Linked DNA regions of Mus musculus: region 2 is linked to region 1. The links are chromatin contacts, called in public HiChIP or PLAC-seq maps. All regions are on one chromosome and are shown on one strand. Each heading gives the region's core, a stretch centred on a gene start, on an enhancer-like site or on the middle of the called end of the contact. The rest is flanking DNA. Distances are from core to core; before and after follow the strand shown. Region 1 holds the start of Barhl1 (BarH like homeobox 1). Region 2 overlaps Med27 (mediator complex subunit 27).

Region 1 (5,432 bases), core at 898-3,397:
TTTTTTCTTTTCTTTTCTTCTGGTTTTCTCTTTTGCTGGGACTGAGATCTCGGCCCAAGAATAAGACTTAGAAAACTGGCCGAGGCAGGAGCTGCTAGGAACCCTTGAGGCCGAGGAGGCTGGAGACACATCTAGAGAGACGGAGACCGCAGCTCTTTGCCGGCCGTGACTATAATGCTTACAGGTCCCAAAAGAGTGAGGTATCTGCAACTCATGTGGACCTAGGGTGCTACGAAAAATGAGTCCTCATAAGGTGAGAAGCAGCAGAGGTGTGGGCGACCGGATAGAGACCCTCCTGCAGCGGCAGAGAAGCCCAAGCTGGAGGCTGGCAGGGAAGGCCCCAAGACATCTCGCTCATGGTGATTTATGACGACTCCGCATCCCCATCCACCAAATTGAAAAGAAAGACAGGCAAGGCCCAGCGGGAGGCGCCCAGCGCTGGGGCCGCCGAGCTCCGGCCGGGGCCCCCGCCCTCCCGCCTCCCCGACAGCTTGCAGCCGAGCTCCACCCGCAGTCCCCCGGGAGCAGCGGGCCCTCGCTCCCAGCCCGGCCGATAGCCCGGCCGCTTCCAATCTGCCGACCGGAGCAGAGGGAGCGCGCGGGGAGCCGGGCGCGAGGCCACCGCTGGCCCATCCCGGCAGAGGACAAAGTTTCCGTTTTGCTCGCTTCGAGGGGCCACTCCCGGCCGAGATCGCGTTTGCGGGCTGCGGCGCTGAACGATTCTACGGCGGCCTTGGTCGCCGAGCCGGACGCGGGCCACGGATAGTTTCCCAGGGGCCAAGAACGAGGGTTAGGGGCGAGCCGAAGAGGAAAGTCTGGACTCCCCGCGAGCCGCGGGGCCCCTGCTGCCCAGATGCGCAACTCCGCTCTCTCGCAGACCAGGGCACCGTCCACCCTGGAGCTGAGCCCAGAGAATCCAGGCCCCTGACCCGTTGCAGCTACTTGGAGACCGGGGCCCCTGCACTAGCAGTGGCTGATCCCACAAAGGAGCGGAACTAGAGCGCGGTCCGGAGGGCGAAGAGGGAAAGTCCCAATCTTCATTTTTAGCACTGCCTTGAAAGAAGAGTCCAGGCTATCCACGGTCGGCCTTAGACATCCTCGTGCTAGCTCAGAACTTGCATTGTCCTGTCTAAAGGTACATCACACACACACACACACACACACACACACACACACACACACACACTTATCCAAAAAACACTAGCTTCTCAGGACATACGCCCTAGAGAGGCCACTGACTGGGGATGAAGAGGTCACTGCCTTGTTTCTTGTGCCGCCTCGCTCAGGCCACAGTCAAATCCGTGGGTCCCCTTAACGCTCCAGACTTGATCTTTCCCACGGTTCAGCTCTCGCCTCCGAATTAGGCCTCACTCTGGTCTCTTTTCCAAAAGACATCAGTCCTAACCTTCTGCAGGCCCAGTAGGCCCAGAGGCAAGGAGAGAATTGTGGTGTTCTACATGGCGTGTGTGTGTGTGTGTGTGTGTGTGTGTGTGTGTGTGAGAGAGAGAGAGAGAGAGAGAGAGAGAGAGAGAGAGAGAGAGTGAAGAGACCTAGAACCCAAGCAAAACACCCTGAAAATAAAATTTTAAATGCTTCTTGTACTAGGAAAAGGATTCCCTACACATCCACGTCTTTTCTCCACTGGGTTATGCTGCCATTTTGTGGGATGAGGAAGGGAAATTAGGAGGAAGAAAGGGGATGTAGATAGGATCCCGGTTCGGTCAAGTAGTTGGAATAATTGTGGACAAGCTCAGGAGAAGGCTTTCAAGGCCCAACATCCAAACTCCAGGCCACGCAGCCCAGCTGGCCCTCCTCCCACCGGTCGGTCCCTGCCCCCCTTGGCTAATCATCTTCATTAGAGGCGTCATCGCTGACCTAATGAAAGCAAACTGTGTGGAAATCGCCGGTAAATAGTTAGGTCTGTGCTGTAATTAATTCAGTGTCTCTTTTAATCAAACTGGAAAAGAATCGGGCCGCGGGTTGTAGAGACGTGACATCACCCCCAAAATCGGCCCGAACCAATCAGCGTCATCACTCCGGGGACACGTGGGTGAGTCCCCTTTAAAAAAAAAACACAACACAACGAAAAAAAAAAAGGAGAGAGAGAGAGAGAGAGAGAGAGAGAGAGAGAGAGAGAGAGAGAGAGAGAAACAACAACAACAACAAAAAAGCCAGTCCTAAAGTAAAAGTGACCCAAGTTCGATTTTTTTTTTTTTAAAGGAAGTGGGGGTGGCGGCGAAGGCGCGCGCGGAGGACAGGTGAGAGCTGCGGTGGGAGCCGCAGGGCGCTGTCCACGGTGCTGGCGGGGCCGAGCAGGAGCTCCGGGGCCAGGTGGGGCTGCTCGATCCCGGGGCCGCTGTCGCTGTCCGCGGTGCTGAGGCCTCCAGGTGCGCTCTGTTCTGCCTGCCCGTAACGCGGCCCCGGCCGGTTGCTATCGGCCGTGCTGACCCCTGCCCTGGGCTACCGTTTGCCTGGAGGAAGCGTGCGGTTTGGATTTTGTTTTTTCAAAAGACGATCTTTATTCAGATTCCATCAACCTCGTGTTTCTTCTGTGCCTAAGGGATCCTCGGGCCGTTCTTCTACCCTTTGGCTCTCCCCAACTTGGCGCGCCCTCCTCCCATTCCTCCTGACACTCCCACCACCACCCCCCCTCGGCTCGGCGGCTCGGCGCGGTGCTGCAGAAGACGCGTTGAGCCCTTTTGGATGTAATGCGCAGAGGAGGTTGGCCCAGAGCTCCCGGGCTCCCCCAAGGCTGAACTCCGTCCAAGGTGCCCACAGGCTCCCTGCCCGCCTTCCCCATGCCAGCCCGCAGCTAGGGGCAGGGGCAGCGGCGGCTGGGGTTGGGGGTGGGTGGGGAGCTTTTGGGGAGGACAGGTTGCAGCTTGGCTATGGAAGGCTCTAATGGCTTTGGGATTGACTCCATTCTCTCCCACCGAGCGGGCAGCCCCGCCCTTCCCAAGGGGGACCCCTTGCTTGGGGACTGCCGTTCACCCCTGGAGCTGAGTCCACGCTCAGAGAGCAGTAGCGACTGCTCTTCACCAGCCTCGCCCGGAAGAGACTGTCTGGAGACCAGTACCTCGCGGCCTGGTGCAGCATCTGGCCCAGGTTTGGACTCTCACCTGCAACCGGGGCAGCTTTCAGCCCCAGCCCAGTCGCGAACTGTCACCTCCTCCTTTCTGATCAGGGACATCCTTGCTGACTGCAAACCTCTCGCGGCCTGTGCACCCTACTCTAGCAGTGGGCAGCCTGCAGCCCCTGAGCCTGGGGGCCGCCTTGCGGCCAAGGCCGGGGAGGACTTTCGAGACAAGCTGGACAAAAGTGTCAGCAGCGCTTCATCAGACTCTGAGTACAAAGGTAAGAAACTAAGGGGAAAAGCGGGGTGGGTGGGTTCTAAAAAGTGACATGTAAAACTTGAGAGCACACACTTGGAGACAGGAACATAGTCATCTCCAGGATCTCTCAGGCCGGGGCCGAGAGTTGGTTTTCCTCTAGACCTCTCTACCAGCTCCAAAGGTTGAGGTCCTGGAGCAACAAAGAGTTCAGCGTGTGTGGCTCGGAGAAGCTGGGGAGGATACTGTGTGTGGAGGAGAGCAAGCCTCCCCAGGTGTACAAAGCAAACTCTGGCAAGAGCCTCACCTTCTGAGGATCCCTGGGAGGAGAGCTTGCAACAGTGCATAGCTTGGAGGCTGCTGCACTGTTGGAGTGAGAGCCTGGTAGGAAATTCCCATCAGAGCCCTTAGTACAGTACAAATTGTCTAGCTTTTAATCTGAATTTTCCCAAAAGAGGAAAAGGTGGGCCTCCCCACCCATTGAGTGTGGTGTAGTCTAGGCCTGCGAACCATGCAGAAAGAGAGAGGCCAGGTGGCTGGCTGGATTAGGGTCTGAGGCTGAGGCGGAGGGGGAAGAATGCCATACCTACACAGCAGCTCTCTCTGACTTGGGTCTTCAGTGGGTTGAACAGTGGTCACCAGGCTGTGGCCAGGACCCAGAGATTTCTGAGTGGTTATCAAGTTAGTCCTACTTTCTCTTTGGGAATCTCTGTGATGGCTCCCTCTTCATTCTGTCTTAACGAAGGGAGCTGAAGTGGTATTAAATGGACGGAGGAAAGGAAGAGAAGGAAGGAAAGAAGAGGGGAGGGAGGAGAGAAGAGGGGAGGGAGGAGAGAAGAGGGGAGGGAGGAGAGAAGAAAGAGGTTGCTTAGTTTTGTATCTTCTCTTTATGGCTCTGCCTTGACTTTAGCTGCTTATTGGGTCCAGGAGCTCAAAGTTCTTTCCCAGGAGAAGTGAAGTGGCAGAGGCCACAGAGTGTCAAAGGTATCAGGGGATGGAGCTCTCTTGCCAAGCAGCAGAAAATCAAGTCCTGGTAGAGACTGCTCCTGGACTTGTAACTATTACAACTATAGATCCCCCAAGCCTCTTCCTCAGGTGAATGCTATGCCATGAAGACAGCGTCATTGCTGCATGCACCTCCTGGTCTCTATTTGTGCTAAATTTCACAAAATTTAGTTAGAGTCTCTTGAGTCTTCTTTTCAACCAAGAATTCCTCTGAGGGTAGACCCAGGCTCCAAACCGAAGCCCATCAGGTCCTGGTCTCCTTTCTCTCTTCTTCCCTTAGTAGAAATGGCTAGGCGGCCTTCAACCAGGCTGTGGAACCACAATATCTAGAATGCTCCCAGTTCCAAACTCAGCACGCAGAAGAAGGTGTTTTTGGAAACTTGGCCCTTTTGCCTCCCCCTTCCCAGGGGCCTGTTTAGAGAGGCAAAGAGAACTCACCTTGGAGAGAGGTGTGTGTGTGTGTGTGTGTGTGTGTGTGTGTGTGTGTGTGTGTGTGATTACTTACAATTTGTAACCATCTCTACCTAGTTTCATGATTAGGGCAAAGAGCCATTGGGTCCAGCACTGCTGTACAAACAAGTTACTTCCTTTTATGGTTTTGCCCCTAAGCAGGATTTTGAGGAGAGATTCCATTTCGTTTAAGATAATTGGAATATCAATTTTCTTCTCCTGTCCCTGATGATATCTGAGGAGGGAGATGATGAGAGAGCGGAGAGCCGGCTAAGTATCACTTAAACGGGTTTGGAGCAGAGATGCTGTAGAAAGTTCCAGCCACCCCTAGGCACTGGCTGTTGCTTTTGCCCTTAACAAAAGTCTCTGAAGTGAATGGTTGTGTGTGTGTGTGTGTGTGTGTGTGTGTGTGTGTGTGTGTGTGTGAGAGAGAGAGAGAGAGAGAGAGAGAGAGAGAGAGCATGCCTAGCACACATCTCAAACAGGGGTGACTTTTGCAAAGTCTGACTTAGGAAGCTAAACTGAGAGACAGACACAGGAGCCAGCCCAGAGGGGCATTTAAGTCCTTCACCACAGCCACAAACCACTGAGTCATTTTGTTCTTGCAGGCAGGGGTGGGGAGCAGGCCAGTCTCATCACAAGTTTCTG
Region 2 (5,432 bases), core at 867-3,366, 540 kb before region 1:
CCCATCCTTTCTTATGTGTTCTGATACCTCCAAGCTTTAGGTGGAGATATTCAACTTCTCTCTCAGACCACTGCCAAGTGCTAAACAGCTTCCCTCTAAGTTCACTGTCAAATTCACACGTGCCCCAAAATGTGATAAACATATCCACATGGTGGCACATGAGCTGACATTTATGTCTACATAGACAGAAAAACATAACCAGCAAATAAAACCCAGCAACTTTATACATACCATTTTGCTCAGCCATACAGCTACACAGGCTTAGTTTGAAAAGTTTTAATAAGTTTTTAAAGCAGATAATTCAACAACAGCTTAGCTGCAAAATAGGTTTGCTTATTTGTGAATTATTGTTTTTTTTTCCTTTGTTCTAGATGATTTTTCCCTTCAGTACCTTACAAAAGGTGTTCCCATACCTCCATTTGGAGGTATTGAAGGAGGAGAAATGGACAGGCATCCAGAAGAGGCTGGAGTGTTTAGCTCAGCAAGGCCAGGAAGCAAGGGCTGTGATAACTGATTACTGGGCAGCTGGACAGTGTGTCTGAGAATGTGGCGTGAGCATGCCAAGTGCTCAGGGAGAGGAAGGAAAGTAGCCCTGGCACTTGGCATACACAGCCATTCTGCCATGTTCTGAGTAGTTAAAAACTGCCAGAACACTGCTCTCGGTGGAACCATACCTAGGATTCTCCCATATGACTAACCAGGACAGACCTTGCTTAGTTTCTAAGATCAGATGAGATAGGGTGTGTTCAGGGCGGTATGGCTATAGACCAAACCTAGGATTCTATCTGACACAGGGAAATGGTGGACCCCAGTGCCTGAAACAGACTGACAGTGCATCCTTGTGGTAGTCTGAATGTGACTAGCCTCTATTGTAGAGTTTTGTTGTATTTTTTTCAAATTACTGTGGAGAGACACCATGACCGTGGCAACTCTTTTAAAGGAAAACATTTAATTGGGGATGGCTTACAGTCCAGAGGTTTCAACCTCATCATAGTGAGTAGCATGCTGGCACACAGGCAGACATGGTATTGGAGCAGGCGCTGAGAGTTCTACACCTGGAACCACAGGCAGAGAGAAATAGGGAGGGGGGGGAGGGAGAAAAGGAGGGGGGAAAGAGAAAGAGGGAGGAGGAGAGAGACTGAACCTGGTTTAGGCATTTGAAATCCCAAAGCCCATCCCAATGGGATGACACATTTTCTTCAAACAAGACCACACCTCCTAATGCCACACCTTAAACATTCAAATGAGTTTATGAAGGCCATTCTTATTCAAACCACCACAGCCCTGAAAGGCTCAGATATTTGTGTGTTTAGAAATCAGGTAGTAGCTATACTTGAGGGGTTAGGAGAAGCTGGCATGGCCTTGTTGAAGGAAGTGTGTCACCGGGGAGTGTGCTTTGAGGTTTCAGGTCCACTGTCACTCTCTCTTCCTGTGGCCTGTGGATCCTCCTTCTCCAGCACCATGTTTGCCTGCATGTTGCAAGCTCCCCACCATGATGACAATAGACTGAACTTCTGAAACTGTAAGCCAGCCCCAATGAAATGCTTTCTTTTGTAAGCGTTGCTGTAGACATGGTGTCTCTTCACAGCAATAGAACAGTGGTTAAAATAATCTACTGCAGGGGGATGGTGGCCTCGCCCAAACTTGTGGCTCACCAAGCTTAGAAATCTGTGGCAGTCTGTTAGATCCCGCATGAACGCTTACTGTATGTCAGAAGAGAATTAAGGTCACTCACTTGACCACCCACTAACCATGTCCCATACCCCTTAAGCCCCACCTATTGGTCCCTACATTTTCACTCTAAACAAAAAGGGGAGACCATCGCTTACAAGCAATGGGGGTTTAAAATTTTCTTTTTCTAGAAAAGAGAGAAAGAAAAATGGAAGAGTGAAGTAACTTGGAACCCAGATTATTTTTTATGATTTATCTGTTATTTTTATGTATGTGTATGTGTAGGTGTGTGTGTGTGTGAGTCCCTGCACCTGAGTGTAGCCAGCCTCAGAGGGCAGATACACTGGCTTCCTGGAGCTGGAGTTACAGGTGGCTATGAGCTGGCCAACATGAGTACTGGGAAATGAACTCTACTGTTCAGAACAGCTGAGTCATCCCTCCAGCCCCAAACCTAACTTCCTCCCCTCCACCCTCCTACCCCCACCCCCACCCCCGGGGACGGGGTTTCTCTGTATAGCTCTTGTTGTCCTGGAACTCACTCTGTAGACCAGGTTGATCTCAAACTCAGAATCTGCCTGCCTCTGCCTCCCAAGTGCTGGGATTAAAGTTGTGTGCCACCACCGCCCGGCCAAATCTAACTTCTTAAACTGTGAGGTTTCTAAAACAACCAAACGTAAATTCAAGATCAAATGTATCATGAATCTGAGGTGCTTTGGCAGCATTTGCCCATAGTACATCACATGACTTCACTGTAGCCTTGGGTCTGAACACACAACAGGGCACTTCACACTACATGTTCCCTTGTACCACACAAAAGCAACAAAGTGCCTAAAATACTGTGGGTCAGAATGAAGCCTCTGTATATATGGCTCACATATATGCATCGCTCACACTGCACACACAACGAGTTCCGCTCCTGTTTTCTTATGGAAGCGAAGACACTGTGTTCCTGCTGTCACTGCTTAGCCTGCACCAGAGTAGTTAGTTGTACACAGACTGCTGCGTCAGAACAAAAACTGCTCTTTGAGTTGCTGGCTTGACTTCTTAAAGAAAGAAGAGCATAGCATGAATGTTGGTGTGAGATTATGATGAGACTCCTCCTAACAATTCTGAAATGGTCCTAAAGAGTCTTCTGCCATTTTGTGTGATGCATTTCCGAGGAGAGGCACTCTCAGCACTGGTGACAATAAAGATGTCTATATGCTGCACCACTGCAGCGTCTCATCCTCGGCCAAGAAGGAACTGTTTATGTAAAATAAGCAAAGACACCCATTGAGCTGGCATGTAAATCTGCTTTCATCTTTAGTAAATAATAAAATTATACGCACAGCAAAGAATTGTTTTAAGGTAAACATGGCATTTTATCAGCAAAAGTCTGAAGAGCATGCTTATTTTATATATCTTCTGCTGAGGGTCATGAAAAGATTTCTCTGGTGAAAAGGAGTCAGAAAGCTTAAAAGTGGCGATAGTTTTAGGAAGCTGTGGTCCAGGAGATAAGACGGCCCTAAGTGAAAAGGCTTCCAGGAACAGGCCACAGCCCTCTCTGAGTGACAGGAAGGACACAGACAGGAGAGCCCCTCAGCTGTGTGGCCTGCGGCATACACATAAGTTACAACAGAAGCAGGGGGGGCTTAACTCAAGTTTCAAATTCACGCAGAATCCATTCTCCGACCAAAAATGACGCTACAAACCATTGGCAAGAATACATCAGAATTCCTTCCCAAGGTATCTGAAAATTAAACTGTAGACTCTGGAAATCACAGAAGCCAAAGAAGAAATCAAAAAGAAAATTAGAAAATAATCTTGAACTAAATGATAATTAAATCCATTGAAATGTGTGGCATGCAGGTAATGCCATGCTTAGGGGAACATTTCTAGCTTTCCAATACTTCTACAAGCACTGACTACCTAAGCTTTCATTTAAGAGTCATACAATGGAAAGCAGGTTAATTCCAGAGAAGCAGGAGAGTATTACAATACACATGATCAGAGTATTAGCAAACCTGTGACATGCAGAAGAGAGCAGTCATGACAATGACAACACTAGTAAGATTTACTCAGGAAGGAAGCAGAGACTTGGAATTTACCAGGAACAGGGACAAATTGGGGACAATGTTCAGATTCCAGAGTCGTCAAAAGTAGAATTAAGAGGATATTGTTAAATATTTCATGTCAATAAAATTGACAGCTAAGATGAAAGGGACCGCTTCAAAAGATGTAAGTTATGTGACAGACAGGAGAAGTAGTGATCTTATGTCCAGAGTGGGGTGCCTTTTAAAAAGCTCACTAAAGGAGCCAGCCCACCTAACCAGCAGAGCTGCTGAACAGGGAGGACAAAAAAGCAGGGTTGTGAGCAGGGGCTCAGGCTGCTAGAGGGAGTCACTCCAGCAGCCCTCCACAGACAAATCTGCTTTCTCATTTGCCCACAGGCTGTTCCTGCAACTTCCAAGGGCAGTGGCTTAAAAGTGAATTTGCTATTTAAAGAGAAACAAAACAACCCACCAGCAACACCCCCAAATCCTTCCAGAGAAAAAGCCCAGGCCAGGCTGCAATCAGTAACACCCCCCCCCCCCCAGCCATGCTCGGTTTGCAAAGACTCCTAGACTCCCAAGCAGGCACCGCCCACAGCAGTTTCTGCAGGACAAATCCAGTTTGGCCTATCTGCCCAGGGACTACAAAGAGTGTCAAGCACATCTGAATACAGGCAAGGGTTCTGACACACTTAGTTCTGCACTCCCAGAAAAGCACAGCAAAAGTCCCTTTACATGAACAAAGCAGGAAGGTGGCACACAGGGCATGAAGTTGGGTAGAATGAGACAGCTCCTGGGACTCAGCCCACAGGAGGAGAGCAGTGCTTAAGAACAGTCTTGTCCAGAGGGTGGTTCCGGATGAAGACCTTGAAACAGCACACCTGAAGTCTAGAATGCTGCACATATATGTGCACCCAGAGAGGACCTAACCCTGGACCCCAAGCAGCTATATCCTCTACTCCCCATACTCTCTTCCAGTTCATCTTGGCCTGAACACACAGGGCAGGACATTCACTGAGAAAAGCCCATCCTGGCTCTCCACACCCACTGTTACATTAGGCAAGTCACTGGCTCCTCCTCGTGCCAGTCTCCTATTGTTTGGACGAGATGATCTCTATGGTTCACTCTAGCTTTGGCCAATTCAACATGTACTTCTTAAGAGGTTACTGCATGCAATTACACACCTTTCAAGACCCGTCCATCTCTGAATGGTAATTACTGTAGAGAATTCATTTAACCGGAACCCCCCATTCCTGACCTTTGGGAGTGAAGTTATCAGACTTAATGGGCTTTAGTAAAATCTGTTAGTGTTTCTAACAGCAGGATTATCCCCAGGACAGCTCTAGTACAGAGCACAGTGCCTTCGGTGATCTCGGGCCTATCACTTGAAACTTCTGCAGGACCCGTGGCTAGAGAGAAACCTTTGAAGGACCACAGCTGGAGGACACCAGCAACTGCACCTGAGGGCTGAGGATGAGTGTCTACCAAGGACCTCAGGAAGCAGTTTTTCAGTCCAGGAATTTACAGGGGGTGTCTGCCCACCAGAGCTCACAGGCCAGCTCTCACTGGAACTGTGTGGACTGCCTTAAAGCAGCCACGTAGGGTGCTCAGTAATCAGAACCCACAGCTAACGTGTCCTTTCCTGGAGGCTCTGAGGATAGGAGGGAGAGAACAATTATTTACTTAAATGGTCACAGCTTTGGAAATGGAAGCCAAGAGCAGAATAAGCAC

What was found. HiChIP or PLAC-seq counts read pairs in DNA pulled down with a chosen protein or histone mark.
Region 2: a contact with region 1 is called in an H3K27ac HiChIP or PLAC-seq map of embryonic stem cells, with 4 times the contacts expected there. The contact joins the enhancer-like site here to the promoter of Barhl1 in region 1. A contact is called at or near these places in 3 of 39 promoter capture datasets (liver, pre-B cells and stem cell-derived epiblast-like cells) and 2 of 115 datasets of contacts at active chromatin or transcription factors (bone marrow-derived macrophages and embryonic stem cells).

The regions. Positions count from the first base shown.
Region 1 is chr2:28,913,136-28,918,567 of GRCm38.p6, reverse strand. It overlaps Barhl1 (BarH like homeobox 1), which reads left to right and starts at 2,147. Exons shown (of 3, transcript NM_019446.4): 1 at 2,147-3,354. The coding sequence starts at 2,889.
Region 2 is chr2:29,454,530-29,459,961 of GRCm38.p6, reverse strand. All of the region lies in intron 3 of Med27 (mediator complex subunit 27), which reads right to left. Among named protein-coding and RNA genes, the nearest start is that of Mir133c, 18 kb to the left of the region's middle. Within about 2 kb of position 2,116, at least 42 of the 459 cell types and tissues checked have an H3K27ac peak or open chromatin away from gene starts, as enhancers often do. A contact at or near this core is called in embryonic stem cells and stem cell-derived epiblast-like cells, where this site is marked.